Regions from separate parts of the Mus musculus genome. Here all the other regions are linked to region 1. A link is a contact called in public Hi-C and promoter capture Hi-C data. All regions are on one chromosome and are shown on one strand. Each heading gives the region's core, a stretch centred on a gene start, on an enhancer-like site or on the middle of the called end of the contact. The rest is flanking DNA. Distances are from core to core; before and after follow the strand shown. Region 1 holds the start of Rab4b (RAB4B, member RAS oncogene family). Region 2 holds the start of Zfp109 (zinc finger protein 109). Region 3 holds the start of Zfp94 (zinc finger protein 94). Region 4 holds the start of Kcnn4 (potassium intermediate/small conductance calcium-activated channel, subfamily N, member 4). Region 5 holds the start of Zfp260 (zinc finger protein 260).

What was found. Promoter capture Hi-C pulls out the DNA fragments that hold promoters and counts their contacts. A called contact is a pair of places that touch in the nucleus more often than the background predicts. Capture Hi-C pulls out chosen DNA fragments and counts their contacts.
Region 2: a contact with region 1 is called in a promoter capture Hi-C map of second pharyngeal arch cranial neural crest. The contact joins the promoter of Zfp109 here to the promoter of Rab4b in region 1. A contact is called at or near these places in 3 of 39 promoter capture datasets (the 3T3-L1 cell line, cranial neural crest and second pharyngeal arch cranial neural crest).
Region 3: a Hi-C map of B cells shows a contact between it and region 1, with 7 read pairs. The contact joins the promoter of Zfp94 here to the promoter of Rab4b in region 1. A contact is called at or near these places in 4 of 39 promoter capture datasets (cranial neural crest, hippocampal neurons, pre-B cells and 1 more), 1 of 484 Hi-C or Micro-C datasets (B cells), 2 of 115 datasets of contacts at active chromatin or transcription factors (astrocytes and large pre-B cells) and 1 of 9 other capture datasets (liver).
Region 4: a contact with region 1 is called in a Hi-C map of B cells, with 5 read pairs. The contact joins the promoter of Kcnn4 here to the promoter of Rab4b in region 1. A contact is called at or near these places in 2 of 39 promoter capture datasets (erythroid cells and hippocampal neurons), 1 of 484 Hi-C or Micro-C datasets (B cells) and 1 of 115 datasets of contacts at active chromatin or transcription factors (astrocytes).
Region 5: a contact with region 1 is called in a promoter capture Hi-C map of adipose tissue, with 2.5 times the contacts expected there. The contact joins the promoter of Zfp260 here to the promoter of Rab4b in region 1. A contact is called at or near these places in 1 of 115 datasets of contacts at active chromatin or transcription factors (astrocytes) and 2 of 9 other capture datasets (adipose tissue and liver).

The regions. Positions count from the first base shown.
Region 1 is chr7:27,176,600-27,181,961 of GRCm38.p6, reverse strand. It overlaps Rab4b (RAB4B, member RAS oncogene family), which reads left to right and starts at 3,079. Exons shown (of 8, transcript NM_029391.2): 1 at 3,079-3,235. The coding sequence starts at 3,220. It overlaps Mia (melanoma inhibitory activity), which reads left to right and starts at 813. Exons shown (of 4, transcript NM_019394.3): 1 at 813-1,040; 2 at 1,129-1,262; 3 at 1,683-1,793; 4 at 2,128-2,221. The coding sequence starts at 917. The coding sequence ends at 2,151.
Region 2 is chr7:24,236,091-24,240,974 of GRCm38.p6, reverse strand. It overlaps Zfp109 (zinc finger protein 109), which reads left to right and starts at 3,377. Exons shown (of 4, transcript NM_020262.3): 1 at 3,377-3,892; 2 at 4,300-4,357. The coding sequence starts at 4,343.
Region 3 is chr7:24,313,612-24,318,934 of GRCm38.p6, reverse strand. Zfp94 (zinc finger protein 94) reads left to right here and starts at 2,269. Exons shown (of 6, transcript NM_001199321.1): 1 at 2,269-2,416; 2 at 4,524-4,585. It also overlaps the pseudogene Gm44513.
Region 4 is chr7:24,366,754-24,371,553 of GRCm38.p6, reverse strand. Kcnn4 (potassium intermediate/small conductance calcium-activated channel, subfamily N, member 4) reads right to left here and starts at 1,291. Exons shown (of 9, transcript NM_008433.4): 1 at 959-1,291. The coding sequence starts at 1,117.
Region 5 is chr7:30,091,972-30,096,993 of GRCm38.p6, reverse strand. Zfp260 (zinc finger protein 260) reads right to left here and starts at 1,918. Exons shown (of 3, transcript NM_011981.4): 1 at 1,783-1,918.

The sequences.
Region 1 (5,362 bases), core at 1,830-4,329:
ATATGATTTGCTGGTGCATGCCTTACCCACGTTTGGAAAGGCAGAGGCAGGTTGATCTCTTAAGAGTTTGAGGCCAGTCTGGTCTTTATAGGGAGTTCCAGGCCAGCCAGGGCTGTGCAGTAGTAGATCGGTGTCTCAAGAAAAAAGAGTGGGCTGGAAAGATGGCTCAGCGGTTAAGAGCAGAGCACGAGTGGGTCTTCCAGATGACCCAGGTTTGATTCCTAGCACCTAGCTCTGTAGCTCCAGTTCCAGAAGACTCAAGACCCTCTTCTGGCCTTTAAAAATACCAGGCACACATGCAGTACTCAGACATACATGCAGCAGTTGTTTGCTTTCATTGCTTTCTTTATAGATGAGTGGGTTGAAGCTCATAAGCTAGAATAGCTTAGCTTCTAGTGAGGAAGTAGCCTGTGAATGTGCACAGTGAGCCAGGTGGGACAGTGCCTAGCCTGAGGCCAGACGTTGAGTGTTTGCTCAGTACCTGGGAACCCTGGCTGTGGCTGCTAATCAAAGAACTGCCTTGTTCTCAGACCTCAGCACAGGAAATTCCAGGGTGGTTTTCTATACTGGCTCCTCTAGCTTGGTCTCTGGAGGGTCCAGGTACCTAAAACGACTTGAAGGTGGAATCAGATAGTCCAGCCTGCCTATCTGCGTCTCTAGTTATCCAGGGGGTGATCGCTACTTGGAATTGCCTGAATTGCTTTGGGCTCGAGTAGGCATTTTCTTTGGCCCATAGCCCTTACCCTCTCTCTAAAATGGTACTGGCTGGAGAACAACCTTGGGGAGTGGGTGAGGGTGAAATTTGGTTTGGGGCGGAGACAGGATCGAGAACACAGGTTTCCTTGATATTCAGCCTGGAAGGAGGGCAGGAGGAGCCCAGAGACCTCGTTCTTCACTTGGTCATTCTCAGTCCATGATGGTGTGGTCCCCAGTGCTCCTTGGCATCGTCGTCTTGTCTGTTTTTTCAGGGCCTAGCAGGGCTGATCGAGCTATGCCCAAGCTGGCTGACTGGAAGCTGTGTGCGGACGAGGAATGCAGCCGTAAGAGTCAGGGAACAAGGGAAGGGGGCTGAAGGCTTGGACTGCTAGTCTGTTTTGCAGTTGCTGTCATTTCCTTCTCCCTCCCCAGATCCTATCTCCATGGCTGTGGCCCTCCAGGACTACGTGGCCCCTGATTGCCGCTTCTTGACTATATATAGGGGCCAAGTGGTGTATGTCTTCTCCAAGTTGAAGGGCCGTGGGCGCCTTTTCTGGGGAGGCAGTGTGAGTCTTCAGAGAGTGATAATGGGAAGGGTGTGGGGTTTGTTTGGGTTTGTAAAGCCTTGTTTTCCATATGAAGGGAAGATTTGGGGGGAGGGGAAAACGAGATTTGGGGGAAGGAAGGACATTTTATTACTTATTGCATTTTTTTTTTTTTTCTTTAGAAATTACAGAGAAGCTTAGCGCCAAAGCTCTTTTTCATACCCGGGATACAACAGTGAACAAAGGGGTAGAGGCAGGCAACCAGCAAGCCATCAAAAGTGGCAGCAAACATGACATTGTGAGGATTAGTTGTAGTGGCAACATTCTATCCATGAGCAAATGGCATTTAAGCTGAGATTCAAGTAAGAGGGAAGATTGTACACAGGCGTTCAGCAAGCATAAGTGCCGTTTCCCCAGATGGACTTTTAACTTCTTCTCCAGGTTCAGGGAGGTTACTATGGAGACCTGGCAGCCCGCCTGGGCTATTTCCCCAGTAGCATTGTCCGGGAGGACCTGACTCTGAAACCTGGCAAAATTGATATGAAGACCGATGTGAGTGTCTTGGGGGTGGAGGTGGGAGTAGGATGATAGTTCCTTTATTTGCTTACCTGTTTATGAGAAGTAATTATTTTTGTTGTTGGTATGTACCCAAGCTGGCCTCAAAATCACTAGCCTCCAGTTTCAGCCTCCTGAGGGCTGCTGAGTTTACAGGCCCTGCCCAGTGCTGAGTGATCTCTAATTGGGAAATGGCAGAGGGTGCAGTACTGGAAGCTAATGTGTTCATTTCTGGGTGATCAAACCTAGTCCTTGCAGCTATAACTTTGTTAGAACCACTAGGCGCATTGCAATGTCATCACTGGTTGGTTTTCTATCTACTCTTTTTCAGCAATGGGATTTCTACTGCCAGTGAGCTCAGCCTACCGCTATCCCTGCAGTTACCCTTCCGGCTCTATGCAAATACAGCAGCCAATGGCAAACTATTTGTCTCTTTGGTTTTTGGGGTTGGGTGGGTATGTGCAAAGAATGTTTCACGGGTTTCTGAATATAGCCAATTAATGCCCTGAATGTTGTAACGTCAGTGGCTACTAGGCAGAATTTCACTTTGCAAGCCCTTTGCTCCAAGGTAAGGTTTGGGACCCCCAAGCAAGGGGGTAAACAGTACAATATATGTACGCTTTCCTCTCTTTTAAAGGGAGTTGAATCATTGGTATGAGCCAATAGATCCCGAGAAGCGCATAGAACGTACAGTTTTTTTGTTTTGTCTTTGTTTTGAGGGTTTCTCTATGTAGGCCCTGACTGTTCTGAAACTCACTATGTAGACCAGGTTGGCCTTGAACTCAGCGATACATCTGCCTCTGCTTCCTGAGTACTGGGGTTGAAAGCATGCGCGACCCCAGAGCCCGACCAACAGAGGTTTTTCTTGTAGATAGGGATAAATGTGCGCGTGTCCTCAGCTTTCCTCTTTCCGGTCTATGGGGTTAGAAATTACACTCAGCAGCCTGAGATCCATTCTTCCAACTCTGTCCATCCTGCCCTTGCTCCTTCTTGGCATTCTTGTCCCCGCCCCGTGCCTACGTATAACCAATACGGAGTCTAGTCTCTGCTCCCCGATATTTGACCAAATCCGTTCCACCGCTAGGGCAGCATCTCTGCCTCCGCCCTCTCCCACTTGCTCCACCAATCGCTCTTCTATGTCACGCCCCTTTTGACTCGGCCCCTCTCATGCCACCAATCCGCGCCGCTTATCCCGCCCACTGCCTCCTGAATCCACCAATCACTGCGTTGGGCGAGCGTGGCCTGGTATCCGCAGCTCCGGAGGCTCGCGCGGGAGGGGGGGGGGCGGTGAAGGCGGAAGTGGCGGCGCCGGGTCCAGAAGTGGAAAGGAGCTGAGGCTGCAGCCCGAGTGGAGCGGCTGCCAGCCGAGGAACAGGCGCGGCTGCGGCGCCATATTGCGGCCCTCAGCGGTCGCCACTGAGCCATGGCCGAGACCTACGGTGAGGCTGATGGGCCGAAGCAGGGGGGGCTGGGCCCGTAGTGGATGTGGATGTGGAAGTGGGGCGGGGCTTTCTGGTCAGGTGGGCGGGGTCTGCCCGGATACGGGGCAGGGCTAAGTGGGTCTGGGGCTGAGCTAATCGATTTGGGTGGAGCTTGAAGAGGCCGCTGTACGGGTTAAAAAGATCTAGGGCGGGATTTAAGGGACCTAGTCTTGGTAGATTAGGGTAGGGGGTAGGCCTTGAAGAGGGAAGCAAGCCTTCCTGGGCGGAGCATGAGTGGATAGGGCGGGGCTGACGGTGACCAGCAAGGGTCAGGTTTTATGGACTACAGAGAGAGCCTCACAGATGCTGTGCACCCTGCACACTCTGTGGGCTGATCTGGTTTGAGAGGGCTGGAGTGATGTTCTTGAGTTATAGATTTGAAACTTAGCGTCAAGAAATGCGGCATAAGTTTAAGGATAGAGGCCAGGGGTTCTGGACAGAGGATGGGGAGACAAGGTTCAGAGTTAGGCAATCAGTATGGATGTACAGTGTCAGGTGGGTAGAGGTAGGTTGGAAGGCAGTAGAAATCTCTGACGACAATCAGAGACAGCTCCATTCATTGAACACTCATAGAAAAGCCACAGAATCTGGTGCACACTTACCAGAGGAGGTAACCAGTTTAGGACATAGGCCCAACGTCAGAGGCCTTGACAGAGTGAATGAGTGAGAGGGGGTAGGAGGTGAAGTGAAGAGGAATGGAGGTCAGATTTAATTCTTGTTGAAATGGCTTTTGAAATGCATCAGGTAAGGTCTTGCATTGTGGAGACCTTTAGTTTGGGTTTGTAGCTTAGCTGTGCCTAGCTGTGTAGTCTTGCTTTCGTCAGTTAACCTCTCTGGCCTCATTTTCCTAGTCTGGAAAGTAGAAGTCCTTAGTATACTTCCTTCTTTCCTTTTTAAATATTTATTTAATGTATATGAGTACATTGTAGCCGTATTCAGAGCCACCAGAAGAGGGCATTGGATCCCATTATAGATGGTTGTAAGCCACCATGAGGTTGCTGGGAATTGAATTCAGGACCTCTGGAAGAGCAGTCATTGCTCTCAACTGCTGAGCCATCTCTTGAGCTGTATAATTTTATCTTTAGAGCTTTATTTATGATTAAATGAGTCTTTAGGACTGTGATGGGCATGTATATGGTAAACACTATATAAAAATAATTTTGTGTGCTATAACCCTCTCATTTGGGAAACCGAGGCAGGAAGACTGCTTCAAGTTAGAGGTCAGCCTGGACTACAGAGTAATACTCTTTTTCTTTTCTTTCTTTCTTTCTTTCTTTTTTTTTTTAAGACAGGGTTTCTCTGTGCAGTCCTGGCTGTCTTGGAATTCACTCTGTAGACCAGGCTGACCTCGAACTCAGAAATCCACCTGCCTCTGCCTCCCAAGTGCTGGGATTAAAGGCGTGCGCCACCACTGCCTGGCCAAAGTAATACTCTTAAAATAAGAAAAAGAGAAAGAAAGAAAAGTGCAGTGTGCTGGCACTTCCAGCAGTGGGTAGGCTGGGGCAGCAGGATTGCAGTTCAAGACCAGATAGTGAGTCCCTGAGTAGGAAAAAGACAGACAGACAGACAGACAGCAGTGGGTAGGCTGGGGCAGCAGGATTGCAGTTCAAGACCAGATAGTGAGTCCCTGAGTAGGAAAAAGACAGACAGACAGACAGACAGACAGGAAGGAAGGAAGAAAGTAGAGGATGGCAGCACAGTCTTTTAGAGGCTGAGGTAGGAGGAGTGCTTGGAGTTTGAGGACAGCGAGGTTAGTCTGGAATACATAGTGAAGCTTTGTTTCGAATATCAGTAATAATAATGAAAAAAGAAAAAAGAGTCCTCTTGAGCCCAGTAGTGGTGCACACCTTTAATCCCAGCGCCCAGGAGGGCAGAAGAGGCAGGGGAATCTTTGAGTTTCAGGCCAGCCTAGTCTACAAAGTGAGTTCCAGGACAGCCAGGGCTATACAGAGAAACCCTGTCTCAAAAAAAAAAAAAAAAAAAAAAAAAAAATCATCTTGGGCTAGGTTGGCTAGCATGCAGGATTTCCCAAGTTCTATCAACAGCCCTGCAGACTTCTGGATTTTTTTCTTTTTTTAAGTTTTC
Region 2 (4,884 bases), core at 2,128-4,627, 2.9 Mb after region 1:
AAGTTAAAATCAAAACATAATTCAGGTAGAGAATTATAAGCTCTTTAAGTTAGGTTAGACGTTAGAGTAGTGTATATAAATTGACAAAATTGATGGACTGAAAGTTATGAGTGTATCGCATACCTTATAGTTTATATAACTGTTGCAGTATGTTATGGTTACAAGCTTATGGGATCCAGGGAGTGGAATGTGGTAGTTGGAGTGAGAATGGCTCTGAAAGGTTCATATGTTTGAAGCTGGCTGGCTCGAGCTTGCTGCCATGCTTCCAGCTGTGATGTAAGGGACTAAGCTTCTGAAACTCTAAACCTGCCCACAAATGAATGCTCTCTATTTCAAGAGTTGTCTTGGTCTTCCTCAGTTTCTTTCCTCAGAGACTTGAAGGTCTTTTCATACAGGTCTTTCACTTGCTTTGTTAGAGTTATACCAAGATGTTTCATATTATTTATGGCTATTGTAAAGGGTTTTGTTTCCCTCGTTTCTTTTTCAGCCTGTTTAGTCTTTGTATAAAGGAGGGTTACTGATTTTTTTTTTTTTTTAGTTAATTTTGTATCCAGTCACTTTGCTGAAGGTGTTTATCAGCTGTAGGAGTTCTCTGGGAGAATAGTTGGGGTTGCTTATGTATCATGTCATTTGGAAATAGTGGTGCTTTGACTTCTTCCTTTCCAATTTGTATTCTCTTGATCTCTTGTCTTATGGCTTGGTCTAGAATTTCAAGTACTATATTGAATAGATAGTGAGAATAAAAGGGCAACCTTGTCGTGTTTCTTATTTTACTTGAAATGCTTTAAGTTTCGCTCCATTTTTCATTTGATGCTGGCTACTTGCTTGCTGTATATTGGTTGAAGAATAGATAAGGAAATTTTGGAATACTGTTCAGGTATTAAAAACAAAGGCATTATGAATTCTGTAGCCAAATGGATGGAACTTGAGTGAGGTAACCCAGAGCCAGAAAGACACATGTGCCATGTACTAACTTATAAGTGGACATTAACCAAGTGCAGGATAACCATGTTATAATCTACAGACCCAAAGACACTGGGTAATAAAGAGGTTCCACGGGAGGGTGTGTGACTCTCTCTCAGAAGGGGAAACTAAATAGTCATCAGAGGTGGATGGAGAGAGGGAACTGGGTAGGAGAGGGGGTGAAGAGGGGAACAGGGATAGTGACCAGGTATGGGGAGAAGATGGGGATGGGAAAGGTCTAGGAGTGAGAATGGAAATTGGTGGGTGGCATTTCTGGTGACTAGCTGGAAGCCTGGGATGGCAAAAATATGGGGAGTCTATAGGGGTGACCCTAGCTGAGATTTCTACCAGAACGGGATAGAACCAGGCTGAAGTGGCCACCTCCTGTACTGGGAGGTAGGACTTCCATAGGAGAGAGGCAGACATCAGTCCACCCACAAAGCCTTCAATCCAAAATCTGTCTTGCCTACGAGACGTACTTGGATAAAGACGGAGTAGAGTCTGGGGGAACAGGCAACCAATGACTGACCCAACTTGAGACCCATCCCATGGGAGAGAGCCAACCCCTGACACTATTAATGATACTCCGCTATGCTTGCAGACAGGAACTTAGCATAACTGTCTCCTCAGAGGCTTCATCCGGCATCAGATGGAGGCAGATGCGCACACTCATAGCCAAACATCAGGCAATGTTCAGGGAGTCTTATGGAAGAGTTAGAGATAGATGTTAGCAAGCCCCGGGGGTCAGCGACACCACAAGAAAACCTACAAAGTCAACAAACCTGGGTCCATGGGGACTCACAGAACCTGGATCACCAACCAGGGAGCATGCACGAGCTGGACCTAGACCCCCCCTACACATTTGTAATAAATGTGCACTTTGGTCTTCATGTGGGTCCCCTAATAAGTAGAGAGAGAGCTATCTCTGACTCTGCTGCCTACCATTGGATTACCTTCCCACTACCTGTCTGTCTTGTTGGGCTGCAGTGGGCGAGGATGTGCCTAGTTCTGCTGGCACTAGATATCCCAGGGCAGGGTGATACAAAAGGGGGGCAGTGAGGGAGGAGGGATTTGTAAGGGTAGAATTGTGCTGAGAGGAGGGAGGGGGCTGTGATTGGGATGTAAAGTGAATTAAAAAACCAATAAATTATTGAAAAAGAGACAGAGGGAGAAAGGGTATAGGGGAGGTGGGGTAAGTAGAGAGGGAGGCAGAGAGAAGTGCCTAGGTGGTGTCTCTTCACAGCAATAGAATGTTGACTCAGATACTCTGTGTTTGACCACTAGGTCATTCCTCCAGCCCCTCACTGGGGGATTCTATGTAGGGACTCTGACTTTGCTGTGGAATCGAGTTCTTATAGTTGTGAAGTAAGTTTTAGCTTTTATAATACAGTATAATATGGGACTTCAATGTTTTAAAAAAGTATCCACAGCTGGTCATGGTGGCCTACCCCTTTAATTCCAACACTTGGGAGGCAGAGGCAGGCAGATCTATGAGTTCGAGGATAGCTGGTCTACACAGGGAGTTCCAGGACAGCCAGGGCTACACAGAGAAACTGTTTAGGAAAAAAAAAAAACAAAAACAACAAAGAAAACAAAACAAAAACAAAAAAAGAAAAGAAAAGAAAACAGTATCTATAGTTGTTGTTCATGAGGGTGTTGTTTGCCTCTATGACGGTGCTCCTCCACCTATTCACCCACTCTGCCTTCCCCCTCTGACATCCCCTACTCTGGGGCATCAAGCCTCCCTCTTCTCCCACTGATGTCAGATGGGGCCATCCTCTAATACATATGTATCTAGAGCCATGGGTCCCTCCATGTGTACTCTTTGGTTGGTGGTTTAGTCCCTGGGAGCTCTGGGTGGTCCAGTTAGTTGATATTGTTCTTCTTATGGGGTTGCAAACCCCTTCAGCTACTTCAGTCCTTCCCCTTGCTTTTCCATTGGGGTCCCCGGGGCCAGTTCGACGGCTGGCTGTATTTGCAGGTGTTGGTAGAACCTCTCAGGAAACAGCCAAACCAGGCTCCTATTAGTAAGTACTTCTTATCATCAGAAATATTGTGGGGATTTGGTGTCTGCAGGTGGGATGGATCCCTAGGTGGGGCGGTCTTTCCTTCAGTCTCTGCTCCATTTTTTTGTCCCTGTTTTTCCTTTGGACAGAAAGATTTCACGGTTTAAAATGTTGAGATGTGAGGATGGCTCCATCCCTCAAATGGGTGTAACCTTTCTAAGGAAGGTTTCTGATGGTGTCCTAGATGTGCTCCAAAGCCAGGCACTTTTGCTGACGCATTCTGGGAACTGTAGTTCCGGCGCCTGTGTAGGTCGAGGTCGCTTCCGCTCCGGGAGGCATGGTTACCTCCGGGTGTGCCAGGGAGGGGAGACGTGGAGGGTCCCGCGCCCCTTCAGGTGCCGCCGTGTTCCCTGAGTGTCCCGTGGGGACAGAGTCTGTGGACCGGGAGAAGCAGGCAGTGGTGGTGGCTGCGGCGGCGACCGGTTCTCTCTAGCTGGGCTCTTCCTGAGGTGGCGCTGCCAGGGATTCCTGGACCCATCTCAGCTGCTCCTGGAGCCCCGGGGAGAGTCTAGCTTCCCATGGGAGCCTGGTAGAGGAGCTGTGGTGACAGATGGCCAGTGTCCTAAAGCCTTAAGTGGTACGCAACTCTGGTTTTGATGTGACTTTTTTTTTTGCATTTATTTATTTGTTTATTTACTTAAAGAGTGGGGCGTGCCACAGCTTATAAAAAGTGGGAGTAGAGTCACTCCTCCACCATGTGGGGTCCAGAGACTCGAATTCAGCTGACCAGGCTCCACCACAGTACATGTACTCCTTGAGCCATATCGCAGGGGCAAAAACTCCCTTTTAAAGAAAGGGTTCAGGTTTTTGTTGGTCCTTATTTCATGCACGCGGGAATGGAGACTTTTTGGAGGCTTTTTCAGGTGAGCGACCTTCACTAGAATGTCAACCTTTTAGTGGTAGAGACAGAGGACTGGGAAGGGGGAGGGATTTCACTCCCGTGTATAGAAACAAGTATGTGTAAAATAGCCATCAAATTAACAGGCCCGTCTGAGAGTGACGGTCAGTTTTGACAGCGTTCATTAGAGAGTTCAGAGCTTAAAGAATTGCTTTTCTAGAAAACCCATCACCACAGGCGGCTTTGTGAAGGTAGGAGTACCCAGTATTCCTGAAGCTTCCAGAAACAGAGAATGTGGTGAGTCTGGTAACCCGGGAGCTTAGTAGAAAAGCCTGGTCAGCGCGCACAGCCCTTGGGGCTGATGGAGAAGCTGAGGAAGCCATGTGGAACAACTGTCCTAGCAGTGTTCTCACGAAGCCCTTCCTCCCCCAGCTTGCTTCCCAGAGCCCTGCCTTGTCTCAAAGAGAAGAGAACAATGACCAAGTTACAGGTAAGTCGGGTTGCTTCCCCCATCCCCACAGTGCTAGGGATTGGAAACAGGACCCCTGCATGCTGAGCAAGTGCTCTGCAGCCACCATAGCCTATTTGACAAGGTCCAGGCCACGGAAGGACCCTGTTCCCAAAACAAACAAAAACCCTAGACAGCACCTGAGGAAGGACACCAGAGGTTGGGCTGTAGCCTGTACATACATGTGTACCCTTGTGTACATATGTACACTCACATGCATGCACACATGTATACACACATGCACACAGAAAACTGCTCACCCTCACTTCCTGCATTGGACTTCCTGAGCATTCATATCCTGAACAACCAGGGAGCGTCTGGCTTCCGCACAGCTTCTGTGGTTGACCCAACTCAGATGATGAAGGAATGAAGAAAGGACAGACACACAGACATGTGTACAGACAAGCTGGGATCGAATGAGCTGTGTGCTCTGATGGAGACTCCCCAGCAGCCCTGAAACTCAGCGCATTTATTAGACACCGCTGAGCACCCAGGAGCCATGATTCAGG
Region 3 (5,323 bases), core at 1,020-3,519, 2.9 Mb after region 1:
AAGGCTCCTGGGCTTTTAATCTGTAATGTTTCTAAGACTGTGTCAATGTAAACAACAAAAGGAAGAAGTTTTGCAGAACAAAAGTGATGTACACTTGATGGTCTGATCAAGTTAAATATTATTCATAGCATATAACCTAGTCCTTGCTCTCGCTGTTTCTATGGCTTGGGCTTTGTGGCTCCTTCCAAGGCTCGGCTATGTCATTTGCTAAGGGATCACCTGGATTAGTAGTCCTTAAGAAAGCCTGGATTGACTGCAGAACTGCACATCTGTAGTGCCAGGGCCCGCTTATCTTTCAAAATATCCAAACATAGTCTCCCCGACTCCAACTAGGAGGATGAAGATTGGCGCTTTAGGTGCTGCTGTTGGGTACGTGTCTGGAAGGGATAGTTATGCCTAAAAGTCACTCCCTCAAAATTGCAATCCTGGGGCTCCCCTGAAGTGGCCACATGAAAATAACAGGTGCTGCTCTTATTGGGTTCTGCTTTAAAGCCAGGAACTGGTCCTGCCAGAAAACTCTGAGTTTCCCTGATGAGCCTGTGGGGGCACCCCGGCTGTCTTTTGCTACTACTCTGTGGGTTCTTTCTTCCAGCCTTCTCCACCCTTGCAACCCTGTAACACTAGATAAGAGAGGAAAAAGGAGAGGAAAGTGATCCCTAAATAAGGTGGGGGGGGTCAGAAAGGGGGTGATGTTATTGATAGACTACTTCCTGCTGATTAAGGGCATCACATTTCTTGGGGGCAACTTTGATCTCTGCCATTCGTCTTGCTGTTTCTTCTTTGCACAGGACCACTTAACAAACTTTGACCAACAGCAGTCAAAGACCAACAGCTAACAAACTGCCAACAACCCCACTGAACAGCCACCAAAAGCCAACCTACACCCACCCCTCTCTGAAAAGTCCCCCGAATTCTAAACATCACACACGCACAGAAACCACCTGCAGCTGGCAAAATCACGCCTCTGCTAGAGCAGGAGGCAAATCCCAGCTGCTGTGGACCGTCTGAAGCAGCCTCATATTCCTCACCTGGGGCTAAAATCAAAACATTCCTATAGTATTTCTGTTTTTCAAAGAAACCAAAACTCCAAAATTGTCACAACAATCATATCATGTAAAAACTAGTCTTTTTCCTTGCTACTATGTATACCTGTTACAGCATCTCCGCTGTGCCACACACATACGCCGAGATTTTGTTTGGATGAAAAAAACTTTTGCTAGTGGTCCTTTGGGATAATTAAAAACAAACAAACAAACAAACAAACAAACAGACAGACAGACAGACAGACAGACAGACAGGGCTGAGAGATGGTTCAGCAGTTAAGAGCACTGACTGCCAGAGGTCCTGAGTTCAATTCCCAGCAACCACATGGTGGCTCACAACCATCTGTAATGGGATCGGATGCCCTCTTCTAGTGTGTGTCTGAAGCTAGCTTTTTTTTTAATTGTACTTTATTTGTACTCACATAAATAAAAAAAGAAATAAATCTCTGAAAAATAAACAAAACAAAACAAAACAAACAAACAAACAAACAAAAAAAACCAAGCAAACCAAAACTTGTTTCTCCTGTGGATTGATCTAGATTGATGTGGAAGATAGAAGGAAGTGGGGAGAAAACTGGAGGGGCAGGGAGGAGAGTATGAATTATCAATGTACCTGTGGTTACATTGAAGAAGCAGCCTAGCAGGAGGTTAAGTGGATTGTGTGGCTGTGATGTGTAGAGAGAATTTTGGTTTCTTTGAGAAACACAGAAGTATATATTATATACTCAGGTATATAAGGACAACGGTAGGGCCAAATTACCGCCTATGAGGTAAGGACTCTTAATTTTCCAGGGTGAAAAATTTTCCACGTGGGACGTGTCAAGTTCAGAGGCAGCATGGTGTCATGGCACACACGTTAGCCCAGCATTTGAGAGTGTGCAAGACTGAGGCAGGAGGACCATCGTAAATTCAGTATGGATTGTACAGTGCGCACCAGTGTCTCGCAGATTAAATAAAAAGTTCCGCAGAGGGCTAGGGAAGTACCTGCGTGGCGCACACACACACACTCCAGAGAGGCTATATACTAGGAGAAACGAGTGTAAGATCCGCCTCTCCGCATTCACTACCGGAAATGTAGTTCAACTGTTCCACAAACACGCAGGCACCCGGGAGAGCTGACGCGGAGATTTCTGGGAAGTGTCGTCCAGGGTCTCTGCGCATTGCGCGTGCGTCTGTGAAGGCCGGCGGACGCCGAGCATTCTGGGAAGCGTAGTTCAAATTCTCGGAGCATTGCGCGTGCTTCTGTTGTGCGGGCTGATGCGAAGCATTCTGGGAAGTGTTTCCCAGGTGGTTTCTGTTAGCATCCGCTCCCCTTGTCCTCCCTTGAGTCTCCTCTCTCCCACACCTTCCTCGACTGATGCCTGGATCTGGAGGTTTGCAGGGTTGGCGGCGGGCGGCCGTAGGGGAGTCGGCTCCAGGCTGGCGAAAGGGAAGCGCAGGGCGCCCAATGAGCCTCCCTCCATCCCACAGATATCATCGCACTGATAGGGTCTCAGCGCGTGGCTCAGTCAGCCTCCTGCCTCAGCATCCGGTGTGTTGCGATGACAGGTGTGAGCCCTCACACCTTCCTTCACTGCTGTCTGGAATTGGGGTGCGAGGGCCATGTTGATAGTGTTGTTTGAGGCATTGATGTAGCTAGTGTCACCCTGCCCTGAAGGTTCTAGGACTCACACCTACACTGCAGAGAATCGGGATGGGTGGAGATTTGTCGAGAGCCTGTCATGTAGAAGGATAAACGGACACGTCTATGGCTTTCCACGATGTCAGATTTTGCTGAACGACAAGAAAGTCATAAGCTGTGTCAGTTTCGTTGGCTGCAATTTGCCAAGGAATCTCGATTTCTCCTGGTGGTTGGCCATTAATCACAGGTTCTTTTATTCCAAGCTTAACATAGCTAATGATAAATTTCAGACCACGAGTCACCTGGCACACAGTTATACACACTCGTGAGTTTATTATCACAGGATGGATCATTGGAACTGGACTTGGCTCCTGGCATGTGACCAGGCTACTGAGCAGTGTGCCTGCCACATACCGGTCCCTTGGTGAAGAAGTAACGTGATATGGTTGGTGCGCTTATGTTTTATGTTACCAGGCTGGCTTTGAACTCACAGAGATCTACCTGAGTGCTGGGACTAAAGGCTAGTCGATATCTTTTAATAGCACAATTGAGTCGCCTGGCTATGACTGTGTAAACAAGACATGGATTTCTTCTTGGCACTTTTATCCAAGATAGAGTAACTCAGATCAAGACTGTTGCCGCATAAAATTCAAAACTAGTCATAGCCTGAAAGCTGATGGTCCAAACAACACAGCTCCCTGCTCAGCATGCTCCCAAGATGGTTTGATCAGCCGGGCAGTGGTGGCACACACCTGTAATCCCAGCACTTGGGAGGCAGAGGCAGATGGATTTCTGAGTTCGAGGCCAGCCTGGTCTACAGAGTGAGTTCCAGGACAGCCAGGGCTGCACAGAGAAACCCTGTCTTGAAAAACAAAACAAAACAAAAAGCCAAAAAAACCCAAAAAACAAAAAAGGAAAAAAAAGATGGTTTGATCAAGTGTAGCCCCTTACCTCTAACCCTACCCCCATTACAGATTCAGGGGAGGAAGGAGGAAGTGGTGGTCTGTTGACCAAGCATATCTAGGTGCATCAAGCCAAGTGTATTTCCTCCTGTTAAGGCGTAGCCTTTTAAAATACAAGTCTGTTTTATTCTCGCTTTTTCTTTCTAAGACTTTTTGTATGGGTCATATATGTGTACCATTACATGCATGTGTTGATACATATATGCTTCTGAATGCTTTGTACATGAGTGCTGGGATTCAAATTCAGGTTCTCCTGCTTTTCTTTAATAATTTGTTTTCACAATGACAATTTGTGTGTGTGTACACGCGTGCATACTCACATGCAACACTGAGCATGTGCAGGATGGAGGAGACCTCTCAGGAAGAGTCAGTCCTAGAGACTGAACTCAGGCCATCACTTGGTGACAAGTACCTCTCCCTGGAGATCTATTATCACGTGGGCTCTTTACCTTTTGTTTTTATTTCCCCCTGAGATAGTTTTTCCGTGTAACCCTGGCTGTCCTAAAATTTGCTGTTAATCAGGCTGGCTTCAAACCCACAGAGATCCTCCAGCCTCTGCCTCCTGAATTCTGGGTTAAAGGCCTGGGCCTCCACACTTGGCCCTCTCATTAGCTTTTGGGTCTTCTCTGTTAGAGCAGACACGAAAGCTTTGGACCATTCTTTTCAGGAGATCATAATCTCTTCTTGTGAGTACTAATATCTTTCCAGCTGTCCAGCCTCTCACTGGGGGCAGCAGGAGGTCCCTCCGGACCTTCTTTCTGTCCCCACCAATAATGGTTAGCCCTGGACACCTTTTAGGAAGGAGAAGATTGTCTCCAGCTTGGTGGGCAGGAGGGGACAGTTCAACTGCTTTGTCAGGAATGGCCTTCCTATTTCATGGCTTCTCTCCTTCCACAGCCTGATCTCTCAACAAGGACTGAGTGGAAGGTGAGGTCCTGACTCCTTCAGCAAGGCTCCTGGTGAGTGTGGCCTGGCATTGTTGTTGTTGTTGTTGTTTTGAGGTGGAGTCTCCCCATGTAGCCCTGGCTGTCCTGGAATTCCCTCTGTGGACCAGGCTGGCTTCAAACTCAGGGAGTCACTCTTCTCTCCTTCATGTCAGTCCCGATGATGGGATTAAAGATGTATGTCACCACGTCTAGCATGTTTTTCTTATTTTAATGATGAAGTCTTGGTGTCAGGGTCATGAGGGACAATCAAAGAAAGAGGGTCACTCCAGGACGAGATAAGGCCTCGCCGGTGGCAGCAGGGAGGTCCAGCCCCTGACGACTGAACGTCAGACAGCCACGCAGAGGCGTATTTATTTATTGACTGTCACACACAGTTACTTTTAGAGTAAAATAAGTTCCTCACACCAATTGCTGGATCTGCTCTCCGTGTTTCCTGAAGGGGCTCCTCACCCCGGCGGTCTCAGTCCTTACTGTGCACTGTTTGCAAAACTCAGTAATGCAAGATGCTCCCGGGTTGCCAGGACTGTCCTGTGACCAAAGTCGTACAAAAGCTGTAAAGTTCCTTCAGAAAAACAACTCAGTTTTGTTTGTTTGTTTTGTTCTGTTTGTTTGTTTTTGAGACAGGGTTTCTCTGTGTAGCCCTGGCTGTCCTGGAACTCATTCTGTAGACCAGGCTAACCTCTAACTCTGAGATCCATCTGCCTCTGCCTCCCAAGTGCTGGGATTAAAGGCGTGTGCTACCACTGCCCG
Region 4 (4,800 bases), core at 42-2,541, 2.8 Mb after region 1:
CTCAACAAGGCCCAGACCCCCAGTGGTCTGTCTGATAACACTTACCCAAAGGCTAACACTGAGAACTGTCTCCCATGTGTGCGTACGTGTGTGTGCGTGTGTGTGTGTGTGTGTGTGTGTGTGTGTGTGTGTGTGTAGGTTGGGGGGAGCTGGGGGGAGGACGATATCACACTAGCTCAGGTTTCAGGGGTACAGACCCCCCATCTACCTCCATCACATCCAGGGGTCCAGACCCAGCCTTCTTCTCTTAGACCTTAAGAAGTGTAAGACCTCAGTTCTCCTCCCTTAGACCCAGGAGTCCAGACCAGCTCTCTTCTCCCACACCCAGGGGTGCAGACCCCAACCTTTCTCCCTCACACCCCAGCTCTCCTCTCTTCTTCACACCCCGGGGTGGAAGATGCCAGCCTTCCTCCCTCATGCCCAGGAGTATAAGATCTCCTAGCTTTGCTCTCTAACACTCAGGGGTGTAAGACCCCAGTCCCCTTCCCTCACACTCAGGGGTGCAGACTCCAGCTCTCTTCCCTCAGATCCAGGGGATCAGACCCCAGCCCTCCTCCCTCAGACCCAGGGGTCCAGACCCTAGCCCTCCTCCCTCAGACCCAGGGGATCAGACCCCAGCCCTCCTCCCTCAGACCCAGGGGTCCAGACCCCAGCCCTCCTCCCTCACACCCAGGGGTGCAGACCCCAGCCCTCCTCCCTCACACCCAGGGGTGCAGACCCCAGCTCTCTTCCCTCAGACCCAGGGGTGCAGACCCCAGCCCTCTTCCCTCAGACCCAGGGGTGCAGACCCCAGCCCTCCTCCCTCACACCCAGGGGTGCAGACCCCAGCTCTCTTCCCTCAGACCCAGGGGTGCAGACCCCAGCCCTCCTCCCTCAGACCCAGGGGTGCAGACCCCAGCCCTCCTCCCTCACACCAGGCTCCCCGTCCCTTCCCTGCTCGGTGGAAGGCCCCACTCACCTTGCAGCCCAGGAACCACAACATCTCAGCGTGCAGAACCATGAGTCCGATGCCAGTTCCCGCCAGCACCAACGCCCAGCCGGCCACCCTCTTCTCCTGCTCCAGCAGGCGCTTTCTCCGTCTCAGGGCCCCCAGGCCAGTCACCAGCTCCCCGCCCATGGCCCCTGAGGTCTTGGGGCTCAGCCAGCTTCCTGCCCAGGGTCCCCCACCTCTCAGTACGCAAATGGCAGCCAGCTTGGCTTCCAGGCCAGCGGCCTGTTCTGCTCACTCTGGGACTTTTGCTGGAAGGCACAGCCTAGCCCTGTGCCCTCTGGGGAGTGGTAACTGCAGCAGGCAGGGCAGGGCGGGGAGGGACGGGGAGGTCCCTGGGTAGGGGGAGGCTGGCTATCCCATTCCCTTCTAAGACTAAGGAGGGGCTGGGGTGTGTCTTGTGGTCCCGGGCAAGGAAGAAGAGTTCATCCACGTGGGCAAAGACACACTGACACAATAGGTTGTGACTCTCCAACCGTTTGCACTCTGTGGTACACACCTAAAACCCCCACCACACCCAGACACCACAGAGCACCCTATGACAGACCGGAGACGGAGCCCAACACACCAGCACACACCACACAACCTCCACAGAAGTGACTCACACTCCTGAAAGTTCAGAAACCCACAGCCACACCCAGACACCACACACACACATGGTGTGACACACGCCAGCACTTAGCAGGGCAGCAGCGTCCCATTGCACACGGGGCCACCCAAAGGTTGAGCTCACGCAGTCACACATTCAAAGTGGGGCGGGGGAGGGGCTGGAAAGTCAGGCACAGCGAGTGAAAGTGAGCGCTCCTCTCCAGAGGAGTATAACTTCCGTTTCTAGCACCTACTTGCTGGGTGGGTGGCTTGAAACCACCTGTAACTTCAACTCCAGGAGATGACGCCCTTTTCCTGGTTTTTGGGAGCCCCTGACACATGTGGCTGATATTCACATACATGCATGCGCATAAAAAAAAATAAATCTTAAATGATAATTTTTAAGTGGGACCAGGGATGGAGTGCAGCTGTTAGTGGGCTCCTTTGAATCACAGACTCTCTGAGGTAGATCCCAGCATGGCATAAAGTGGGCAATGGTGCATGCCTGACTCTTGGTACTAGGAAACTGGGGCCAGGAGGATCAGCAGGTCTCAATCATTGTCAACTATGAGTTCAAGGTCTGCCTGGGCCACATGAGACCCTGTTTCCAAAACCAAAACCAAGTAAAACACTATAATATTCTACGATACAAAGAGCTAAGCATCAACGACCACACGGGACATGTACCAGGAGCCACACAAATACACAGCAGGTCTGAGCACACCAATTTGTAAGAATCACCAGGCACAACACACATGCGTCAACAGACACACAAGGGGGTGTGAATGTGAAACACAGAGAGATGCCCCATATGTGTAAACACCTGTGGTGGCAGACACTGTCATCCAGCGCCCAGAAAACAGGAAATGCACACTAGCTCACATCATTGTGTGTGGGACTCACACACACACACACACACACACACACCTGACATTGATCCTGACATACACTGGTGCACTTGACACTCTGCATACCTTAGCACAGAGAACAGTCAATGGAAGTGTGCAAGCAACGCCTACCCAGCGTTGGACATTCTAGGACATTCTAGCCACACAGGACACAGTCCAGGATGATATGAACCCTTTGGAGGGGATGGGGTTGGATTCGGACCCACAAGAACACCAACGTCCAGATTAGCACACCATCAATCCAACATCACGCACAATACACATACCCGTTATACTCCCATGTGCATGGCCACACAAACACCACACTCAGGGAAGAGAAAGGCCCTCAGCGTGGGCATATATCCTGATATAAGTAACAGAGCTATTTCACTGAGTCAGACTGGGTGTTACATGCACATTTACACACACACACACACACACACACACACACACACACACACACGCCACGAATGCATGCTCAAGCACAAATAAGACTAAAATAAAACAAGTAGTTAAAAAAAAAAAACCGTAGGTGCACAGGCACATACCTGCAACCCCAGCCCTGAGTGGGGAGATGATGTAGTCAGATGGGTGGAGCCATTCTAATCGAATCAGTGAGTTCCTGTTGGTGTGAAAGACGAAGTTTCCAAAAAATGAGGTGCAGGACTAGTGACAAGACTCATGGGGTTTAAGGGCACTAACTGAGTTCAAATCCCAGAGCCTGTATGGTGGAAGGAGAGAACAGACCCCTGCAGGTTGTCCTCTGACTTTCTTGTGTGTATCATGGCACATGCACACAGTGCATAAACACACAAGGTGCAGAGCAATTGAGGAAGCTATTCTTATATCAGCCTCTGATCTCCACAGACAAGCACACTCTGTGCACCCTACTCCAACACAGCACACACACACACTCACACACACACACACACACACATACTTACACACATGAACTCACACTCACACACAGCACACACACACACACATACACACTCACACACACACTCACACACACACTCACACACATACACACATACACACACACATACTCATACACACACATACTCACACACACATACACACATACTAACACACACACTCACACACACATACACACACATACTCTCTCTCTCTCTTACACACACACACACACACACACACACACACACACACACACACACACACCACAAGAGATAAAACAAAGGCACACGGTGAACGTGACTCTGGGAATAGGATGTTGTGTGAGACAGAGATTCAAATAGGGACACACAACAAAGAAAGCAGACACATGGGTCTACACACCATGTGCCAGGTCCTTAAATGCTCCCAAGCATGCCAACACACACGACACAATGGGGACACCAAGACAGGTCACAAAGGGATCTTGTAACATAGGGTTTCACCTCACGGTCCCCAAGCTCAGAGAAACGCTCAGTTACAACTCCTTCCCACTCTGTGTCCTGTGGCATCGAGGACTATGCACCCGCCAGCTACAGAGAAATGAGATACCCGTGGACAGACATGCCTGGCACCAATGCTACCCACACAGACACGCCCGGAGACTCCCAAACACACACACACACACACACACACACACACACACACACACACACACACGCCCAGTGACAGAAACACACCCCGTGGGGGTGCCCCACCCCATGGCACACATGCTGATCCCACTCAGTGACACATGGCTGGAGAAGGATGGAGTCACACCCAGTCACACCCGGACACCACACGTGTGTCTACTTGGAGAAAAGGCTGCAGCTGGGGACTCCTCATGCTGCCACCCAGGAATCCCTGCCTGCTTGCTGCCTGGAACCTGCAGCCATCTCTGCTTCCTCCTCCCCGGGAACATCTCTGGGCTTTGCACACAACTCTGTATTATTATCTCTCTCACTCTATGTCTTTATGTTTTTTTTTTTTTTTTTTTTTTTTTTTTCACTGCTAGACTGGAACGCGGGGTAGTCTGTGTGCTAGAGATGTGCTCACCACTGGACCACACTGGGGAACCTCATTGGGGGATTCTAGGCAGGGGCTCTATCCACTGAGCCACGCCCCCAGCCCCTCCCTGGGGGATTCTAGGCAGGGGCTCTACCACTGAGCCACATCCCCAGCCTTTTGTTCACCTCTGTCTCCAAAACCTGTGTTGTGATTTAGTTTCTTTTTTTGTATATTGTTTGTGTTTTTTGAGACAGGAAGTAACTCCACATCCTTGATTGGACTCAACCTCATCATTACCATGACTCAGCCTCCAGTTTTCTGAAATTACAGATGTTTGATACCACACCTGACTCCTGGACCCTCTGATTTCTCAGCCCCTCGCTCCCCCTCTCC
Region 5 (5,022 bases), core at 669-3,168, 2.9 Mb before region 1:
TCAGTGGGTTAGAGCACCCGACTGCTCTTCCGAAGGTCCAGAGTTCAAATCCCAGCAACCACATGGTGGCTCACAACCATCCGTAACAAGATCTGACTCCCTCTTCTGGAGTGTCTGAAGACAGCTACAGTGTACTTACATATAATAAATAAATAAATCTTTAAAAAAAAAAAAAAAAAAAAAAGAATTTATTAAAAAAAAATTTTTTTTTGGATTTTTTTTTCAAGACAGGGTTTCTCTGTGTAGTCCTGGCTGTCCAGGAACTCACTCTGTAAACCAGGCTGGCTTCGAACTCAGAAATTCGCCTGCCTCTGCCTCCCAAGTGCTGGGATTAAAGGTGTGTGCCACCATGCCCGGCTTAAAAATAAATTCTTTAATGGAAAAAAAAAAAAAGAAAATAAAGAAAAGAAAAAAGAAAAGAAAAACATGTTTTAAAAAGATGTGTGACAAGCTAGGCAAGGTGGCGCACACCTTTAATCCCAGCACTCAGGAGGCAGACGCAGTTGGAACATCCTAGTTTGGAGCAGCTTAATCTATAGAGCGAATTCCAAAACAGTTAGGGCCACACTGAGACTACCCTGACTCAGAAGGAAGGAAGGAAGGAAGGAAGGAAGGAAGGAAGGAAGGAAGGAAGGAAGGAAGGAGGGAGAAATGAAAGCAAAACGATGATGAGCCAGCTATAACAGCGCATGCCTTTAGTCCCAGCACTTGGGAAGCCTATCTCGAGAGTTCCAGGACAAGCAGGACTATGAACGCAGACCATTTTTTGTTGTTTGTCATGTTTTAAAGACTGACCAAAAACTACTCAGAAGAAAATCTGTATGTTAACAAAAGCTACTTGGTATGGATAAATCTGGACAAATTAGGAGTCTTAATTTGGAGCTGAAGGGATTGCTCAGTGGATAAGAACACTGGCTGTTCTTCCAAAGGACTCTAGTTCAACTCCCTGTACCCACATGCCAGCTCACAACTGTCTATAATTCCAGTTCCAGGGGATCCAATGTCTTCTTTTGGCCTCTGCAGGTTCCACGTACACATATATTCAGGCAACACACACACACACACACACACACACACACGAGCCCTGTCCTTTGACAAATCAGAGTGCTAAATTAAATAGCTTTCTTGACCTCTCTGTGCTAAAGGGGGGACAATTAATTACCTTACTGATTCAATCCCATCTGCAGCAGTGAAAAGTACATTCTAAGGGCTAGTCCGTAAATTTGGGACTACTCAAAACTAGCTCATCTGGTTTTTCCAAGTAGCAAGTTAATGCCTACAGATGTGTAGGCATCCAATAACGAGTTATTGGAAATCTTTGTTACAAAGAATATTTTTCAAAGGAACGTTGGTTTCATTTTTTTACTGTAGACTTGTTTTGATTTTTAAAAACCAGGTTTAAAACTACTCACTCAATTATCTTTTTCCCTTTCCTGTTTTCCAGAAGAAAAAAAAACACCTCGTTTTTATTTTTAAAATAAATGCGACATGTATTAGAAAACCACCCCTGTATTTTTACAAACTTGAAACCAGTTTCTCGCTCACTCGAAACAAACCAAAACACACCCTTACACGTATGCTCACCCCGCCCGCAAACCCACCCCGGTTTCTGATCTCCCCAGCCCCCATCCACCCAAGTTCTCAGCTCCACCATCACAGTAGGCGTTTTCGCCCCTTCAGGCATCCTCGCCCGGGCAGGTGGGTAAACCCTCCCCCACAGCTCCTTTGCCTTTACTCAGTCTGGGAAAATCCCGGTCCTACAGACCCCGAAATCAAACTCACCCAGACAAAGGCGACGATGGCGAGCCACGAAGCCTGCGCCTGCGCACTCCTTCAGTGAGCTAGCACTCCCAGAGGTCTCTGCCCACCAGGGCTCTGAACTAGAGGATCTTTTTCCATTCTAGTCTCTCTCTTTCGCTCTCTTTTTAACTGTGAACTACATTTCCCAGAAGTCTCAGGGGTTCTAGTTAATTTCCCCTCCACTCTCCCGAGAACTTTTCCCAGTGGATAAGTAGTAAAAGGTTGGAACTCAGATACTACCACTTTTACACTGTGTTACCGCAAAGGACAATGGTGTGCCAAGGTGTGTAATGAGTGCAGCTTAAACTCACAGAATAGGCTTTTCCTTGCCTCCAGGGCGAGATTCCCAGTAAGGCGCAATCCTCTGGGTTTTACGGGAGAGGACGCCATCTTGGCCACCGTGGCGCACTGCTGAACTACATTTCCCAGAAGGCATCTCAGGCTGATAGTTGGCAGCTCTGCAGAGAGTTGTATCAGACTCTGGTGTTAAGGAAGCGATTGCTACAGTATCACAAACTGAAGCCAGGCTGGAATTGAGACTGATAATTGGGTTCAGACTAAACAATCAGGAAAATGAACTATTGTGAAATTGTAATTTTTGTAGCCGTATGTCCTAGGGTTGTGACAGTGTGTAACAATGTGGAAAGCAGTATGCAGGTGAGTTGTGGGGTCCTGTGGGAGGTTTGTTAATGCGTTACCTGAGTGTTAGGTCCCAAAACTGGGGCAAATGGCTGAGATGCCTGTTAACATATCAAAGCAGCTGATGGCCTGGTGAAGGTGTTACAGCTCTAAAGGGAAAGCTATCCTACAGTTGGGAGCCAAGGAATACCACAAAGTCACACCCTACAGCAAACCTCGGGAGAGATGTATTAGGAAAGCCTCAAGAAGTTGGGTGCCTTTGCTTGGGAGAGAATCAACAAAGAACAGAACAGGAGGCAGGCATTATATAGGGTTTGGGGGGAAAGGAGGCGGGGCTTCCAGGGCGGCCTGGGATTCTTCCCCCCGCCCCCGCCCTTTTTTCCTCTATAGAGTGGATCTTGTCTGTATCTCAAGGGGCTGGAAACAGCCTTCTCAGTGGTAGAACAGTCTAGAAGGCTGGCCCTGAATACTCTTGCACATCAAGGGACTGGGCCAGGCCATTAGATTAGTATAGAGGTGGGGCCTGGCTACCTGTGCTTGTCCTGGGCTACCCTGCCTCCTACCCTGAAATCTCCCACCAGAGTTGGGCTGTCCCTTCCCCAGCTTCTCTTCCCTATATAATCTAGCCCGTTTGACCTCTTGTCCACCATGCTTGGTTTTCTGCTCTCCTGACCTCTAGGCTTCTGCCTCTCTCCTTATCAAACAGCCCAGTGTGAAACCAAAAAGGTGCCACCGTGAACTGTGAGCTAAATTCTTGATCCTGGAATATATGACTGTCCTTATGGCTTACCAATATGTCTTACCAGATACCTTCCCAGGTACCCTTTTACATGATACATTCCCACACCCACCCCACACACAGCCTTGAGCCCAGCCCCCCCTTCTGTCCAGATTTTTAACAGCCAGTTATAGCTACAGCTTTATTTATTTATTTATTTATTTATTTAATTGTATGTGAGTACATTGTTGCTCTCTTCAGACATACCGGAAGAGGACATCAGATCCCATTACAGATGGTTGTGAGTTGCTGGGAATTGAATTCAGGAATTCTGGAAGAGCAGTCGGTGCTCTTAACTGCTAAGCCATCTCTCCAGCTCTCTACACCTATTTTCTATCAACCCTAACCCTTCCCCATAAAAGGGACTCCAAGAGCCAATAAGAAGCAGCTCTCTGAAACCCTGACTTCAGGAGAGGCAGCCTACTTGCGGGCTTAGATTTTTTTTTTTTTCAAAACCTACTTTATTTAGGGTTCTTAAACACTTCAACTTCCCTTCTAATCCACCGACCAGAAGCAAGGGAGAAAGGTTAATAGGAAAAGGGAGTCACAGACCCATTTAGAAGTAGTTTCTCGGGGCAATCCCACTCTTCCTTGTCAGGATTCCAGCAGTCCAGGCCAATAGCAAACACCAAAAATGAATCAGTAGTGGCGGCAAGATCCAGCAGAAACTGCAACTGGCCCAAATCAGAGGGAGCAGCCAGGAGCAGCCGGAATACCACGAGAAGTTCTTTGGTGCATTTCTCTCGACAAAGTGAAGACCAGCGAAGCTTTGTACGGAATAGGAATGCAAGAGCATCCTCTCACTGTTTGTGGGGTTCCATTTATGTTCTTTCTAAACATTATGTGCCTTCTGAAGAGTCTGGTTTCAGCAAAACATCACGTGCCCTCTCATAAGGGAGCTTCCGGAAAAACATCACCTGGCACAATTGAGTCGTCAGAGAAACCAGAAAGTCCCACCTCACAGCAAACACTTTACCAACTCAGCTACCTCTCTGGCAGTCTTTTACAATTTTGTTTTGTATTTATTTCTTTGAGACGAGCTCAAATAGCCAAGCCTGGCCTCAAAGCCCTGCATAGCCTTGAACTCCTGATGCCCCTTATACGTTTAGGAATTATAGTTGTGTCTTACTTTTTTTTTACTTTTTTTTTTTTTCCAGACAGGGTTTCTCTGTAGCCCTGGCTGTCCTGGAACTCACTCTGTAGACCATGCTGGCCTCAAACTCAGAAATCTGCCTGCCTCTGCCTCCCAAGTGCTGGGATTAAAGGCATGTGCCACCACTGCCTGGCTCATTATTAGTATTCTAATTTTAGGAGTCCAGTGATTCCAATCAGAATGGTCTTCTAAAACTTATGAACTGTATTGAGATAATATTAGCAATATAAAGGTTTGCAATTAACAGGCAAAAATATCTTTGGTATATAGATAATTTGTAGAATGTACATAGCCTAACATGGCCTTAAATTCCCTATGTAGCCCAAGCTGGCCTCAAGTTTCTTCTGGTCCACTTACCCCGTAGCCCAGTGCAGGGTTCCAGACATCATTATGCCAACCCAAGCTCTTTGTTGATAAGATTGTCTAAACTTGAGGTCAGAACAGAATATTGAATCTAGAAACATGAATGAATTCACGGAGCATTGGTAATTTATTGTGGCAGTATCCCAGGTCAGTGGGAAAATCGTGGATGACTGAAAAAACAGTATCAGGATAATATAATAGTGTGGGAAATTAATAGGTGGCTGATGTCATCATTGGTTTAGGAATTACAATGTCTCTGCAGAAAACAGAGAGAGACAGAGAGGCAGAG